Linked DNA regions of Mus musculus: all the other regions are linked to region 2. A link is a contact called in public Hi-C and promoter capture Hi-C data. All regions are on one chromosome and are shown on one strand. Each heading gives the region's core, a stretch centred on a gene start, on an enhancer-like site or on the middle of the called end of the contact. The rest is flanking DNA. Distances are from core to core; before and after follow the strand shown.

The links. Promoter capture Hi-C pulls out the DNA fragments that hold promoters and counts their contacts. A called contact is a pair of places that touch in the nucleus more often than the background predicts.
Region 1: a Hi-C map of cortical neurons shows a contact between it and region 2, with 2.6 times the contacts expected there. The contact joins two enhancer-like sites. A contact is called at or near these places in 1 of 39 promoter capture datasets (hippocampal neurons), 2 of 484 Hi-C or Micro-C datasets (both in cortical neurons), 1 of 115 datasets of contacts at active chromatin or transcription factors (acute myeloid leukemia) and 1 of 9 other capture datasets (embryonic stem cells).
Region 3: a contact with region 2 is called in a promoter capture Hi-C map of hippocampal neurons, with 4 times the contacts expected there. The contact joins two enhancer-like sites. A contact is called at or near these places in 1 of 39 promoter capture datasets (hippocampal neurons), 3 of 484 Hi-C or Micro-C datasets (the G1E-ER4 cell line, the HL-1 cell line and embryonic stem cells) and 1 of 9 other capture datasets (embryonic stem cells).

What each region holds. Positions count from the first base shown.
Region 1 is chr9:42,866,928-42,870,318 of GRCm38.p6, forward strand. All of the region lies in intron 1 of Grik4 (glutamate receptor, ionotropic, kainate 4), which reads right to left. Among named protein-coding and RNA genes, the nearest start is that of Grik4, 76 kb to the right of the region's middle. Within about 2 kb of position 1,779, at least 4 of the 459 cell types and tissues checked have an H3K27ac peak or open chromatin away from gene starts, as enhancers often do. A contact at or near this core is called in cortical neurons, where this site is marked.
Region 2 is chr9:42,325,392-42,328,662 of GRCm38.p6, forward strand. No RefSeq gene overlaps it. Among named protein-coding and RNA genes, the nearest start is that of Gm26272, 9.3 kb to the left of the region's middle. Within about 2 kb of position 1,535, at least 14 of the 459 cell types and tissues checked have an H3K27ac peak or open chromatin away from gene starts, as enhancers often do. A contact at or near this core is called in cortical neurons and hippocampal neurons, where this site is marked.
Region 3 is chr9:43,148,866-43,151,818 of GRCm38.p6, forward strand. The region is part of intron 3 of Pou2f3 (POU domain, class 2, transcription factor 3); the gene reads right to left. Among named protein-coding and RNA genes, the nearest start is that of Tlcd5, 34 kb to the left of the region's middle. Within about 2 kb of position 1,411, at least 32 of the 459 cell types and tissues checked have an H3K27ac peak or open chromatin away from gene starts, as enhancers often do. A contact at or near this core is called in hippocampal neurons, where this site is marked.

The sequences.
Region 1 (3,391 bases), core at 529-3,028, 540 kb after region 2:
AGGTTGGCGGGTTTGTCTTGTTTTCCATTCTCTGTGGGTTATGAAACAAACAAAAAGCAAAGACCTCAAACTACCTGAGCCATCTCTCTGGAGCAGGTTAGTGACTGCCTGTGCCGAGAGAGGATGCACCAGCTCCTGGCTTATAGAACAAGACGTTGTGAACGGTCTTTTGAGGATGGCCCTGACCTCTAAGATACAGTCGTCCAACACGGCACGCATCCCATTCTTGGATCTGGGCATAGGACCTCTTTTACCCACTCAGCTACTCACAGATGTGAAATACAGGGCATAGATGTAATTCTGTATTGGAGTAATGCTTTTTCAGAGATGAGAAGACTTTTTTTTTTGAGAAATATAGTCACTAGTAATGTGTCTAAGCTCCTGAAATAACCCTCACCAAAGCAACTCCAATTCCAGAGTATCTGATACTCTCTTTTGTCCTCCACAGGTACCAGGCATGAACAAGATGTGTGTGTGTGTGTGTGTGTGTGTGTGTGTGTGTGTGTGTGTGTGTGTGTGTGTAGGCAAAAATCATAAATATAAAATAAAAATTAGGGTCTGGAGAAATGGTCAGAGATTAAGAGCACTGACCCCTCTACCACATGGTAGCTCACAACCATCTGTAATGGGATCTGATGCCCTCTTCTGGTGTGTGTCTGAAGACAGCTACAGTGTACTCATATAAATAAAATAAATAAATTTTTAAAAAATAAAATAAAAATTAATAAATGTTTTTTAAAAAATCACTAGGTCACAATTTTTTAAGTCATAAGACCCCAGGTGGTGGTGCTGCTGGCAGCAGTGCACGCCTTTAATCCCAGCACTCAGGAGGCAGAGACAGGCAGCTCTCTGAGTTCGAGGCCAGCCTGGTCTACAGAGTGAGTTCCAAGACAGCCAGGGCTACACAGAGAAACCCTGTCTCAAAAGAAAAAAGGAAAGACATTAAAGCTAAAAGGGAGCAAGCTAGGAAGAGGAGAGAGACCGGAGGAAGTGAGAGGAGGACGTAGGAGGGCATGGGAGGGCAGTCCAGGCTAGACCACAAAAGCCCTTTCGCTAACTCAGGCCAGGCAGAACAACCAAGTGTGTTTCTATGCCACTAAGTTCATGGGTGGTTTGTTGTGCAGCAGAAACTTAACAACCACATTCTCCTTGCCATTACTTGTTAAAGCAAATAACTGGTCGCATCCTCCAGGCTTGGACAGACCAAGCAGGCCTCCAAGGTGTTCCCAGAAGAAATAAAGAAAGGCTGCCAAAGAAAGATCTGCCTCAGCATCCGAAGTCCGAACTCAAACTGCTTTTCTGCCACCTGTCAGCTATGTAAACTCAGACAAATTACTTACAAGCTGTCAGCCACACAGCACCATTAGGCAAGTTAGCCATGTCCTAACATCACTGAGGATATGAGTACGGGGACAGGGAGATCCAATAAACAGCAGGTGCTCAATAAATGCTCCAGTCTTTTTGAAGCAGCTGGACAAAATGGTCAGGATGTTTCCCACCCTGACTCCAATAAAGCAGGGAGTATGCAGAAAGGGCTCCAGGAGCCTTGCTTCTGCCTCCAGACCAGCTCAAATGTGCAGGACAGTGAAGGAGGGACAGTGTCGCTGAGACAGCGACTCGTTTGGGTCAGTGACACACTTAGCTTCTAATCTCTCAAAGGAAAAAGTCATCTCTTCCCTGCGTTCACCGCATCAGCAACTCTGTAAGTAAAATGCAGAAAACACCAGTCTTTATTCATTCCATCAAGCGGTAATTAGGGCTCGAACAGGAGTCTCCGTTGGCAGGCTTTCCAGCTCCTCTGAGCTGAGCAGCGTTCTAATTGGGCTGCAGCCTGGCTAAGGGGCTCATCCAGGAACTGGTTTCCCTTTTCCCCCCCCCCCACCCCCTCACACCTTTCTAGAAAAAAAAAAGATACAAAGACTCCGCTGTACTGGGAAATTAGACAAAGTGAGAAGTGCAACAAATAAGCAGGAAACACAGGCAGCCACAACCTGGGGGACCCCCGCAGATGCCTTAATGTAAACACGCTGGCATCAGCCGCCAAGGAAGACTGGGAAGCAATTTTATTTTTGTTGTTTAAAAAGAAGCAGTAAAGACATTGCCTTCCCGGTATACTAAGACTCAGCTGCCTCTTGGTGCTGTGCTCAGTGGAGGGAGGGAGGGACCCAGGGACAGAACAGGGCAGGTGACACCTGTTAGGTAGAGCAGCCAAGAATGGGAAAGGGAGAGGGTGGGCATGTGTGGAGCCCTGCACAGACACGGAGCCTTGTAGACACCACTCACTCACTCCCTGGTCCCTAGAGCTCCAAGCCGAGGCATTGCCATGAGAAGCATCTTCACCAGTGCACTGAAGGGACCCTGATCGCCCCAAAGGTAAGGAGCACAGCCACACAGAACCCCAGGAATGGAAAGTCAACCATCAAGGTGGAGAGACATTGCGGGCAGCAAAGCTACCAGAGTTGGCATGGCATGAGGCTTCAACGTCCCCAGCTCTGTGAGCTGCTAAATCAGGGAGGCTGGAGCCCCACCCCTCAAGGTGAGAAAAGAATGGGGTGTGGGTCAGGCTGCTGGGGCCCCTTCTCGCTTGCCCCTCCCCTTCCCCACATGTCCTCCTCCTTACCTCCCAAGCCAGCTCCTTCTCCCAAAACTTTCAAATAAGCCTACATCCGAGTCAGATATAGAGGTACAAATTTCTCTCTGAAACCCCGCCTCGGGCTGAAGTCCCACTCTGCCTTTCCTCTGACCACTGCCCCCATAAGCTGCTCTAGAACCTTCTACCTCCCAGGCAGAATCCACTATGCCCCCAAAGCCTTTTTCTCTAAATCCCTTCCACTATTCTTTCATGTTTCCCAGTTAACAGGCCTGTCCCTTCCCAGGACCTACAACTAGAGACAAGGTCTGATCTTTCAACCCCCAACGTTACAGCAGTTCTAAAACCTGTGTGGGTCGTGACCCCATTTCAGATATTTACATTATGACTCATAAAAGTAGCAAAATTACAGTTATGAAGTAGCAACAAAATAATTTTACGGTTAAGGGTCAGCACAACTGCATTAAAGGGTCGCAGCAGCATCGGGCAGGTTGAGAACCACTGGTTAACACACTGTTTGACACACGGTAGACATCTGAAAATATTAGGCAAAACCAGTGTAGCAAAGAATTGTTGGGCCTATGACAGGGCTCCCTTTTTCTGTGGTATAGGTGCCTGAGAAGCTCAGAATCTGAGAAGGGGATGCAGCACAGCCTGCTAAGAACTACAGAGGACAGGACTGAGCCGTAAATGCTCATGGGATGGGTTGGGAGCTTCCAGTGAGAGTAAAACGCTTTTCCATCAGACTGAACTGCATAGACCACGAGAAAGACTAAGGGATGTTCTACATGCCATAATACC
Region 2 (3,271 bases), core at 285-2,784:
GCGAGCTACCTCATGCCTTCCTTGCTGTGAGGCACTGTAGCACTTAAAACTCTGAGCCAAAATACATCCTTTCTTCCTTAAGTTACTGTGTCAAGTAATCTGTCGTGACAATAAGATAAAGAGCCAATATAGTAACAAGAGGATACCACTGGGAACTATGTCTTTTCTGCCTTGGGCTAAGACATAACCTAGAAGCAAAATTCTACATGACTATAAGGGTTTTGTTTGTTTGTTTTGTTTTGTTTTTAAGAAACTTTAGTAATTTGTGTAGACTCAAGTATTTGCAAGCCCCGAGGCAATTAAATATGTTACTTTCTTCAATAAAATGTTTGTATCCCAATTAAAATAGAACAACATAGTTGGAATTTTTTTGTACACTGAATTATTGCATAAAGAAATTTAAGAGTTAGGAAGAAGCCAAGAACTCTGGATTCCTGCTTATTAAAATATTGCTCCCATTTAAACACTTCTCATTAGGAATTGATCATTATTGAATAAATATACATGAAAATCCCCCATACATATATACAAGACGGTTTGTGCTTTTCCTTAGCACTTGATGCTGTTTATCCTTTAAGTTCAATTTAACACTTCTGTAATGTCTCCTCCAACGTGCAACATGATTCAAAGCCAAACAATATTAAATACAGTGAGAAAGCATTGGTTATGGAGGATGCTACATTTGCATAATGTATTGCAATTTCATCTAATGGGAGGATATCTTAGTTCTCCAAATATTTCACAATGGATATTTTATGTTAACAAAACAACAGCTAACCTAGAGGCGATGTGCAAACAGCAGCACGCAACCAAATGTACAGTGAATATAATCTCTCCATTTGTTTTCTCAGTATACAGAATTTGATTGTCGAGTTCTTCCTGGAATGATGGCCCTTTTGTGTTTTTATTTCTATCTATAGACATTGAGATCTGTCCCTCTGCCATGGCAGTGTTTTCTTAGGAGGGAGCCATATTTCAGTGAGCATAATTAAACCATCACCAACAGAACCTTCCATTAGTCAGAGCAGAGAGCTACTGCTCTTGCTTGGTGGATACACATCAGAGGAGTTTGCATTCTGCGTCGGGGGAAAGGCCAGTAAATATTTCATGAGCTCGTCTCGATTGGATTGTTTATTTCACAACATTTAAAAGAGATACTTAATTTTTCTCAGTAGCTATTTTTTGTCATCGAGTTAGAGAAATAGATATTAAGGACAAAATTTGCATGGGACGCCCAAAGCTGGTATTTTCTCGGAGCGAGGCTTACTGTGCGCATAAAAATAAATCTTACGGTGTTCTTTAGAAGATGCCCTTGGCATCTCCTGTGTTTTCTAAAGCTATATTCTGGTAATGTTCTGTAGCTAAGGTGTGGGGAGGCGGGGATTGTAATTTGATTGCTGTGGTTTCATATAATTCAGGTTTCACGCTATATTAAAAATGGACACTAGAGGGTGCTCTTTGATTTTCTTTTTCTCTGGCCTGGCAGCCGATGTCGGTACACCCAAGCCCTGAAAATTTCCCCAGTGTTCTAAGCAGGACAAAATCGCAGTGATGCATGCGGTGCGGAGACACCCTGAGGTTTGGAAGAGAGTCAGAGGGGTTCTAACAGGGGTAGCTTCTTAATTAATTCAGAATTAGTAAGAAGCAATGCTTTGTATCCCAGCCCTGGTGGCTGTTATCTTTTGATAATTACTTAATTCCTTTGGTTGCAAGGAATTTTATTAGATTTCAAGCTCTTGTTAAATGTCAAACGATTCTAAAAATAGTTGGAATATTAGACTATGTTAAATAATTGGTGCTCTTAAGCTCTGCCGTGAGGATTTTGAGTAAAGCACACACCTAGCACTGGTTAAGAAACCAATTATAGAATTCCCAACTGTCACAAATAGCAGCTCCCTGCTCCCCGATGTCTCCCTGGGTACTGAATACCATCAAGGCTGCTTTGTTTTCTCCTTTCTGCCCTTTGCTGACCAGACTCTTTCCCTCTTCCCTGTTTGAGTACAAACAATTATCTTTTCTGTTTGCTGGTTTGCGGTAGGGTCTCACACAGCCTGGAATGGCTTTGAACACCTTAGGTTACAGAACCCAGCTTTGAACTCCTGACTCCCCTGCCTCCACTTCCCAGGGATTAGGACACTAGGGATGTACCTCCATTTCCGGCGTCAGAGGTATCTTAAACTCTCGCGTGGCTATGTTTAACAAGTGTCATTTTCGAACATAAGAAAGAATCTTTGAGGGTCAGCAGGATGGCTCAGTTGGTAAAGGCTGTCAAGCCAATTACTGAATTTGATTCCTGGAACTCCAAAGGTTGAAGAAGAGACTCCATGGGCACAGGTTGTCCTCTGATCCACATGGACAGGTGAGGACACGTGGGCAAGTAAATGAATATAAGACAGAAACCTAAAGAATCTTTCTAGAAAAGTGTATGTTCCCATTTTACAGGGAAGAAAACAAAGGGGGCAGTATTGAGGGCGTTCAAGAGTCACACTTGGGGCAGAGGATTGGAAGAGTCAGGGCTGGATCCTGGTTTTTCTGTCTTTAGAGAAACAGGCTAAAGGGCCTGCCTGTGCTGTCATTTGTGAGGGAGTATTTCTCAACTCAGAGAGACATGCTTGCCTTGAAGACAGCTTGAAAGCCATTGCTGCTGGTTTCCAGTCTCCCTTACAGGCTCAGGGCAGGTTTCCAACTTATGGGGCCTCTGAAAGTTAGTTGATGGCCATGAGACTTGTGCTAGCCAATGGAATGGGAACGGCAACAAGGAGACTTCCAGGCAGAGAAGTGACAGAGGCAGAGCTGTGGGAGGGGCCCGAGCTGCTTGTACTCATTCCTTAAAGCCGCGCACTCAACTGGCGGCATTAAAAAATAGTGACGACACCATCAATCTCCTTTCCAGGAGACCAGCGAACGGCAGAGTCCACAGACATGAACAAGAAGCAAGTCTGTGCGGCTTAAGCCTTCGAGACCTCGGGGTCTCAAACTGTGTCTCCATAGTGTGGCTTACTGCAATGGCATACAAGTGAAGGACGTCAGACACATGAGAAAGCCAAATGCCAGTGGCAAAAACGTGGCCAAAGGACCAATTCATTTTATGTTCTGTATGTATGATGACACGCATGTATCTATGTGTGGTCACATACATATGATCACATATGTGTGTGCACCTTTGTGTGCAGGCACTGGAGGCCCGGAGTTGATGTCACGTGTCCTTGTATCACTCTCCTAATGACATTGTTATGAGAATGAATAAAGATAGATTGCTAAGTAATATTTA
Region 3 (2,953 bases), core at 161-2,660, 820 kb after region 2:
TGACAGGGTGGCAGTCTCTCTACAAGCAGAGGAATGCCTTCCTTACAAGAGCCTGAGAGACCCTTGGTGGTTTCCAGTTCTTCCATCTCTACCACCCTTCCACGAAGCACACAGGAATCCTTCCTGTTGGGTATTTGCCTGACCCAAGCAAAGAGTTGAGAGTATGAGCTAGACAAGGTGGTGCACGCTACTGCTAGAGGACCAGGCAGGAAGGAAGGTCTCCAGTATAAGGACTGCCTGGGCCACATTGGGGAAACCTACCCCCCAAAAACAAACCACAAAGCTAGATAAACAAACAAACAAACTGAGATTAACATCTGAACCTGTGCTGAGTCCCTGTGGAAAATGAACGTTGATCACCAGGGAAAGGATTCTCATTGACTGACAGGAAGGAGCTAAATAGTGGGAACCTGAAGAACATTAATTGATTAAAAGACAACAATGGGGTTGGAGGGATAAGTCATTGATTAGCAGCATTTGCTGTTATTCCTGATAACCAGGACCCACTTCAGGTGGCTCATAACAGCCTGCAACTCCAGCTACAGGGGACCCAATGCCTTCCTCTGACCTACAAGATCTGATGAGGCAGTAAGGAAAACACAGGACAGTGAGCAAGGCGGACCCTGTTTCTCATCCTAACTCAGTCTCTAACTTTCCATGTGATCTTGATGGATAGGCCACCTGTTAGGTGTTCTTATGTGGTTCTTATCCCTCTGGCAGAAAAAGCCAACTCTAGTCACACGCACAGATGGTAGATGTGGTAGACCAGTGATTACCAAGAGATCCCCCAGAGAAGCCACAGACAGATGGATTGGTAAGAGGCTGGCTTTCCCAGCATACTTTGCAAAGTCACTGCCCACACACAGAGAGATCTTCTAGAAGCTTGAAGCAAAGCGAAGTAAGGAAAAGAAATGATAGTACTAATGGTAACAGAGAGAACTCTAAGAATTCAAAAGACACAGCAGATGGGTTGGTCTCTAGAGTTCCCTCCCTAGGCCTCCTTAGCTCTGCCCATCCGTCTCAGGAGTGCTGATACCCGGCTTCAGTCCACAGTCCTGAGGGTCTAAACAACCTAGATTCCACTGAGACACTTGTTAGCAGGTTTTTTAAAACTAGATAATCAATGGTTTCTTCTTCCAAAACCACCTCCACCAAAACAAATCTGCTCCAAAAGCTATTTTGACCATCTTTCTGCCATACCTCTGGGTTCTTGGCTTTCTGTTCTTTTTCTGCCCTCAGGTATCCCCATCCTAGAGAGGCTCAGGGAGGCAGGAGGGAAGGAGAGGGACAGAGGAGAGCATGCGAACGTGGAGGTGGGAGAGAAATCACACTGGTTAGAGCCATCCCAAGCAGCCTGGCATAGTTCCAGCTCCAAGGCAAGTGTTGGGTTCCTTTCCAGGCTCATTATGCTCCGCGGAGAGAGATAAGGGGGTGTAGCTATGACAGAGCTCGGAAGCATGCGCTCTGCCTCCAACCTGGGTGCTATCTGTTAGGATCGCTGCCAGGTCTTCCTGCTGTGCTGAAGTTCAGAAACCAGTACCACCATAAAAGAAAACGCACCCTTTCATCTGCCTCAAAGATCGATGCCCCGACACTCTTCTGGAGGGGGCCACACCCACCCTCCCAGTTCGGCAAACAGAATGCCTGATGGTAGAGACCTCCTTAAGGTGCAGGCTGGAGCGTCTTGGTAACTTATGTTTCTCTTCGGAGATTAATTTGTCTCGTTTTCCACTCATCAGTCTTTTTAGTCATTCATTTTCTCACAATTCCCTCCCCCCTCCCCCAACCCCTTGGGTAAGAAGTGCTGAGAGTAACCCCCAAAGAAGACAGCCTGAACAAAGAAAACAACGCAGGAGGCCAGGTGATGGTGTGCAAGACTTTAGTCCCAGTAGGGAGGCAGAGACAGTCATATCCCCGTGTTCAATGACGGCCTGGTTTACTGAGTGAGTTCCAGGACAGCCAGGGCTACACAGAGAAACCCTGTCCTGAAAAACAAACAAAGAAACAAACAAAAACACAGGAACACTTCTTCCAGAGCCTCAGCTTGTGGGCTAAGATGTCCCTTGGTTTAAAAAAACAAAAACAAGCATTGCAGGGCACAGGGAGAAGGTGCACTCCAATGTACTGCCTCCAGCATGGTTTTTGGGACACTCTCAGGTGCTGAGAAAGCTATGAAATTAAGAAATAAAGCCCTCACTAATCCAAAAAAAAAAAAAATCCCTTTTCACAGCTGTCGAGTGGAAAAGGCTGGAACCTTTCCAAGCAACTGGGTGTTGGCTGTGGGTCTGCGAGATGAGATAGAGAAACCTGTACCGGGTCCCGTTGACTTCTAAGATGAGAACCGCAGGCAAATTGGACGAAAACCCAGTTTCCCCCTCATACTTGTGGAAACGTAACTGAACCCACAGCCTGCTTAGCACCGTGAAGATGGTCTCCAGGGCCTTGTTGACAGTTCCTGTCACCTGAGTGGAAAGGCCTCTCTGCGCTCAAGCTGGGATGGCTAATCGCCGGGGACAGGGGCCATAGTACGCACTTGCCCTGGTGCAGGCACAGAACATCCCATCTACCTAGCAGATGGTTTGATGGTGTAGAATCTCCTCCACCCACGGCTCTGTGCAAAGGTATTGTAATGAGTCTTGGGCAGTGACCAGAGAGGTAAAGAGCTATCGTGAGTGATTATCTTTTCTAAGCCAAGTGAACTCCCTGACTTTACTATTTTAGAAAGCAGGAGTCTTCTTCCAGAAGGCGCCCTCCTAAGGAGGTAGAAGCCCCTTCCTGCCCTCATTGGTGTCTTCTCGGCCTGGAGAACGTGGAGACTTTTCACTCACAGAAGCCCGGAGAGCTTCAGATGTGGATATAAAGATACGTAGCCAGACACCCCCAAATCTCAAGGCCATGTTCGCTTGACCCTGCTCATCACCCCTTCTATCAGAAAACATAAGAAACAGAAACA